2 separate regions of the Mus musculus genome follow, and region 1 is linked to region 2. A link is a contact called in public HiChIP or PLAC-seq data. All regions are on one chromosome and are shown on one strand. The core of a region is the stretch at or near the end of the contact, and the rest is flanking DNA. Distances in the headings are between cores, read along the strand shown.

Region 1 (3,192 bases), core at 4-2,503, 1.0 Mb before region 2:
TCCTTTTATCATGTTGGGAATTGAACTAAGGTCATCAGTGTTGGGAGCAAGTACCTTTACCCACTGAGATATCTCGCCAGCCCTTTGCCTTCTTCCTTATCGCAACTACGGAATTCTATGTGTGTGACTTGGTTATTTTAGGTAAAGGACTCTGAAGACTTCATGGTGAAATTAGGAAATTTCCTCAATACTTATGGCCTGAGAAATTATTAATTTTTTGTTTGTTATTTGCTTACATTATATTTGATGGTTAGAGGTGTTTTGACTGCATGTATGCCTCTGCATTACATGCAAGAATGTTGCAAGCAGAGGCCAGAGCAGGGTTTCAGATCCCCTGGGAATGGAGTTATAGATGATTCTGAGCTAACATGCAGATACTCGGGGAATCAAACCCAGGTCATGCAGAAGAGCAGCCAGTACTCTTGATCATGGAGACATCTCTCCAGCCTTTGTTTTTGATTTTATCATTTTTTTATTCGTGTGTGTGTGTGTGTGTGTGTGTGTGTTACCCGTAAAGGCTAGAAGATACCCATAGAGGTTAGAAGGTGGCATAAGATCCCCTGTAACTAAAGTTACAGGTAGTAAGCCACCCAAATGTGGATGTTAGGAAAGGAACTTTAGTCCTCTTACTGTGGAGCCATCTCTCCAGACTCAGTCTAAGAAATTCTTTACCCAAATGTTCTTACCTGAAAAAAGAAGCAAGAGTATGGGACCATGACAGGTAGCAGTCAAATATATGATGGTATATATATGTATATATATATATAAACATATATATTTATATATAATATATGTAACATATATATAATTCTGTCTTCTCTTTCATTAACATCCAACCTCTTCCATTTGTTTGTGGCCATTTCTGTTCTGGTCCAGGAACAAATAAATTTCATAGAAGCAAGAAGCTTCTCTCAGAAGCACCCAACACACTGCTGAAAGCTAAGGCAATCTTTCCTCCCAGCTGCCTGTGACACACCGGATCCAGCTGCCATCTCAATGCGAGAACGGCTTTAACTATTTTCTTTCATGTCGCTGTTCTGTTAATCTTTTACTACGTAGGTTGATTTTGCTTAAGGAAACATTGCCTATGGTTGAAAGTCAACACAGTCAAGAGAAAAGTAAATGGATTATCAGCCCTAAGTGTGCACATGTGTGCCTACACACGAATACAAACACACTAAGCCCTGCACAAAACACAGCTGATGTTTCTGGAGCAGCTCCTTGGCCTTTGCAAGCAGTTCCTGAGCCTGCGGTGGGCAGTAGAGGGCAGCAGTGACCCACCATTTCAAAGTTCCTCCTCCAAGGGGCACAGCACTGAAAACTCCAAGATAGGGCATACCACTTTCTTTTTTTGAGGCGGGGGTGGGTGGGTGGGTGGGGGTGGGGGTTGTGGGGGGTGTGGGGAGCAAAGGTTTGGAGGAAAACCTGTTGGCTTTATACATTTTTTTCCTTCAGGCGCCACGGACTGAAACAGGAAACTGAGGAGGTCGAATGAACCACTAGATGGCAGTGTTTCTGACAGACATTCCCACGTGCTTGAAGTGCAGCTCTATGAAAGTAAAGGTAAAAAAATAAGAAGGCAGTGAGAGGAACTTGCTGGAACACTCCTTTAATTCTGCCGCTTGGGAGGTAGAGACAGGCGGAGATCTGTGAGTTCGAGGCCAGCTGGATTCCAGGACTGCCAGGGCTGTGACTCAGAGAAACCAAAGAGTACGAAATATTTATCAAGGGCTTCTTATGTGCAAAGCAACGTGGAATTTTATCTTTCTATGCTCGTATCAACATGATGAGTTAGGCAAGAACAGAGGTTTAAAATACGTAAATTACTACATAAACTACGAACCCAGGTATACATTTACCACGTGGGCCATCCTCTCACTCCTGTTTTGCTCTATAGTTAAGTTACAGTATAGTCCTCATTTTGAAGAAGGGAAAAATGAGGCCACAAAAACTTGTATAACTTGTTCACGGTCACACAAGGCTATTAATGCCAAGACTCCTGTCAGACCACAGCAAGTTGGTCTTTTTCTGAAACCTAACGCTCTTACCTCCATATATATAGATTCATATGCAGCTAGAGACACGAGTTCCAGGGGAGGGGGGGTATTGGTTAGTTCATATTGTTGTTCCACCTGTAGGATTGCAGATCCCTTCAGCTCCTTGGGTACTTTCTCTAGCTCCTCCATTGGGGGCCCTGTGATCCATCCAATAGCTGACTGTGAGCATCCACTTCTGTGTTTGCCAGGCTCCAGCATAGTTTCACAGGAGACAGCCATATCTGGGTCCTTTCAGCAAAATCTTCCTAGTGTATGTGTATTAGTCAGGGTTCTCTAGAGTCACAGAACTTATGGATAATTTCTAAATAGTAAAGGAATTTATTGATGACTTACAGTCGGCAGCCCAATTCCCAACAATGGTTCAGTCGCAGCTGTGAATGGAAGTCCAAGGATCTAGCAGTTACTCAGTCTCACGCAGCAAGCAGGCGAAGGAGCAAGAGCAAGAGCTAGACTCCCTTCTTCCAATGTCCTTATATTGTCTCCAGCAAAAGGTGTAGCCCAGATTAAAGGTGTGTTCCACCACACCTTTAATCCCAGATGAAAGGCATAGCCCAGATTAAAGGTGTGTTCCTTAACTCGGAGATTCAATCTTCTGGAATCCATAGCCACTATGGCTCAAGATCTTCAAACCAAGATCCAGATAAGGATCTCCAAGCCTCCAGATAAGGGTCACTGGTGAGCCTTCCAATTCCGGATTGTAGTTCATTCCAAATATTGTCAAGTTGACAACCAGGAATAGCCACTACAATCCACCCCTTGTCAACTTGACACAAATAATATCTCATGTTCACATGAAACAATAACAAGGTTGTAAATACGCCTAACATGATATAACTATCCCTCGTACAATCGCAAACGTATTAGTAAATTTACAATGGGCATTCATATTACTTTATAATCCTCGTTTCTGCAACTGGTTACGTGGCCTTAATTGGTATTTATAACTACCTTCCTCTACTACCCATTCTGTATTTCCTTCACCTTCAGCCAGCACCTCAGCAGGTCTTGGCTCTTTTCCTGGAGGATTGACCCATACCTTCATTCCTGATGGGTCTGCGTCCTTTGTCATCCTGCTTGGATTAGGCTGTTGTAGTTTCCCATTGACTTTAATCACAGGACATGGTAGTACTAAGAG
Region 2 (2,914 bases), core at 383-2,882:
TGCCAAAATCCAGGTCAGAAACTTGTATCTCCCAGCCTCCAGATTAGCTCACAGGTGAGAGCTTTCCAATTCTGGATTGTAGTTTATTCTAGATAGAGTCAAGTTGACAACCTGGAATAGCCACTACAGGACTGAAGCTGTGTGTGTGTGTGGGGGGGTGGTGGTGAATGTTAAAGGAACAGTGTTTCCAGCTGCTGTGGGACAATGGGATATAGGAGGGTGCTGGAGCAATGTGCAGAATAGACAATAGATTTGGTGTTACATTCTAGAACACTCCACCAGAGTCTTCACAAGAGAAGGGTAGTAATAGGGACTGGTAAGAACTGGGACGAGGACACTGCTTTTCATAAAGTAAATGGGTTTTCTCTCTTTTACACAACACTCTTAAGAGAGAGAGAGAGAGAGAGAGAGAGAGTGTGTGTGTATACATATTTACACACACACACTCAGGTGTATATATATGTATATATACACTCAGGTAAAACACTCACATAAAATAAAATAGTGATTTGTTTTAGTTTGTTTTGTTTTGTTTGAGACAGGGTTTCTCTGTGTAGCCCTGGCTGTCCTGGAACTCACTCTGTAGACCAGGCTGGCCTTGAACTCAGAAATCTGCCTGCCTCTGCCTCCCAAGTGCTGGGACTAAAGGCGTGCTCCACCACTGCCCGGCTTCACTGTGCTTTTTATCTATTATACTTATAAATTAAAACATTATTGTGGGGGCTGGTGAGATGGCTCAGAGGGTAAGAGCACCCGACTGCTCTTCCGAAGGTCCAGAGTTCAAATCCCAGCAACCACATGGTGGCTCACAACCATCCGTAACAAGATCTGACTCCCTCTTCTGGTGTGTCTGAAGACAGCTACAGTGTACTTAAAATAATAAATAAATCTTTAAAAAAAAAAAAAAAACATTATTGTGTTGGAGACAAGACTTATTCAAATATGCTGAGATGGCCGATCTTCTTGTGCGGGCCCAAACGAAACAAGGGGTGGAGAGGACGACAGGCTAATAGAAATGGAAAGGAGAAAAAAAAAGACCTTTAACTGGAGCTAGTCATTTGGTTGGTATTTAGTTTTAATTCAATACATATTTATATAGCAGTTTTCCTATATCTGGAAGTAAGATACTTTATAATTTCTTCTCCCCAAGAGTCATCTGTTATGGGGTTCTGAGGTGCAGGCACTCTATTTTGCCACAGTTGTTCAGAAGCTTAAAATTATACTAAATGGTGTTTCTGAGAAACCATAGCAACTGAGTTCTGTTACACAAAATGTTTTCCCCTTTGAAGCCTAGGCTGATTCTTTTGTCTCCTGAAAAGCCTGAAAACTGTTCACTCACCACAGAGGCTTGCGCGTCCATCCACCTGGGGGCGCCAAGCACTCTTGTTCTTTTTGAGTCGTGAACCCCAGAGGACGTCGCTGCCTTTATAGATAAAGGTGATGTTTCTTTAAGAAACTTCCCCCCACTACAGGGCGGGGAACAAGACTGAGTCTACGTTGGTGGCCAAAATAGCTTGTAAGTCTTGCAATGGACTCTGGAACACTGAGTTTCGGTGCCTTGAGGTAAACGAGGACTGCGGGACGCCGGACTTCAATCCCCATAATGCCGGGCGTGAGCCCGCGGTGCTGCATGGGTAATCCTAGAGGTGGCGGCCATCTTGCGTATGAAACTGCTCCAGCCTCGCGTCTCTTTCCAGCTCCGTTTAATAGCTACGTTTTGGACGGTCTCTCGTCTTCCCGGAGGTTCGTGTGTTCGCGGAAGTTCTTTTTTTTTTTTTTTGGAGGGGGTGGAGTGGGGTGGGGGAGGGCTTGGAGAGGAAGATGGTGGAAGTGCTTACAGAGCGATGGGTCCCGGTGGAGGTGAGGGAGGTATTTCCGGTTTCGTCTGAGCGAACGGCTGGCGCCTGCACCTCCGGCTTTGACACAGCTCTCGCCTCACTGCGAGCGTGGAAGCCCCAAGAGAAGCCTGTCAGCCTTCGGGACCTCCCCGGATTCTTAGAAGGGATCTTGACGTTTTCCTTAGGGACGGAGAAGCCGGAGCGCCCCTGGCCTGGCAGCCCGCCCCCGGTCAGGAGGCCTTGGGGGCCCGGCAGGTAGGGCGCTGACGACGTCGGTCCACCCTGCTGCACTTGCTTGGTTGGCTCTTGACGTTAGATTGAGGACATGGGAGCATGTGGCCGAGGTGGGGGCTCTTTCCGGGAACCTGGCTTTTCTCCGCAGTTGGAGCTTCCTTCGTCTCTGCTAATGGCTTGTCGCCTTTCTTCTCGTTTGTAGGGTTTGGGTTTTGATTCCAAGAGCAGGCCAGATGTGACCAAAAGAGCGCTTTTGGTTTCTTAACGCCCCTCCCTCTATGACAAGAGAAGCGAAGTTGTGATTTTTTTAAAAAGACATAGTCTCTCCCAACCAGGCTGCTCTGCAACCCATTTGTGTAGCCAACCCATACTGGACTGGAAATCTATTGATAGGATTACAGGTTTGAGCTACCACGGCCTGTCAAGAGTAATTTTAATTACATTTATTGACAGGGTCTTGGGTAATACAGACTGACCTTGAACTTACTGTGTAGTCCAGGCTGGTCTTGAGCTCCTTTCAACACCTGCCAAATGCTAGTGTTGCAGTCATAGACCACCCTGCCTAAAAAGTGTATTTTTCAAGTTAGAGAAACTACTAGAAAAGATGAATGATTTGATTTTTAAAGTTTTCTGATTATTTTCCCTAAGCATAATTTGTATCATCACTAAAACTCAAAACTTTTTTTTTTCCAAATTATTACATTCAATTGGAAAACTGCTTTTATACTACTTAAAAGAAAAAGACCCCACAAAGACTGCGTTTTTAGTTAACCTGGTATTTGGATGCTAAAGAGAGATAATTGTTTGGAAGTTAAAGTATATACTACAAAAGACATGATGAT

The links. HiChIP or PLAC-seq counts read pairs in DNA pulled down with a chosen protein or histone mark.
Region 1: a contact with region 2 is called in an H3K4me3 HiChIP or PLAC-seq map of stem cell-derived neural progenitor cells, with 16 times the contacts expected there. The contact joins the enhancer-like site here to the promoter of N4bp2l2 in region 2. A contact is called at or near these places in 19 of 39 promoter capture datasets (the 3T3-L1 cell line, 3T3-L1-derived adipocytes, the C10 cell line and 11 more), 2 of 15 datasets of contacts at CTCF or cohesin (large pre-B cells and pro-B cells), 14 of 484 Hi-C or Micro-C datasets (the Ba/F3 cell line, the C2C12 cell line, the G1E-ER4 cell line and 7 more) and 7 of 115 datasets of contacts at active chromatin or transcription factors (T-cell acute lymphoblastic leukemia, astrocytes, embryonic forebrain and 4 more).

The regions. Positions count from the first base shown.
Region 1 is chr5:151,685,107-151,688,298 of GRCm38.p6, reverse strand. No RefSeq gene overlaps it. Among named protein-coding and RNA genes, the nearest start is that of Gm24242, 14 kb to the left of the region's middle. Within about 2 kb of position 1,253, at least 53 of the 459 cell types and tissues checked have an H3K27ac peak or open chromatin away from gene starts, as enhancers often do. A contact at or near this core is called in the C2C12 cell line, the G1E-ER4 cell line, liver and 3 more, where this site is marked.
Region 2 is chr5:150,664,330-150,667,243 of GRCm38.p6, reverse strand. It overlaps N4bp2l2 (NEDD4 binding protein 2-like 2), which reads left to right and starts at 1,632. Exons shown (of 6, transcript NM_201369.3): 1 at 1,632-1,743.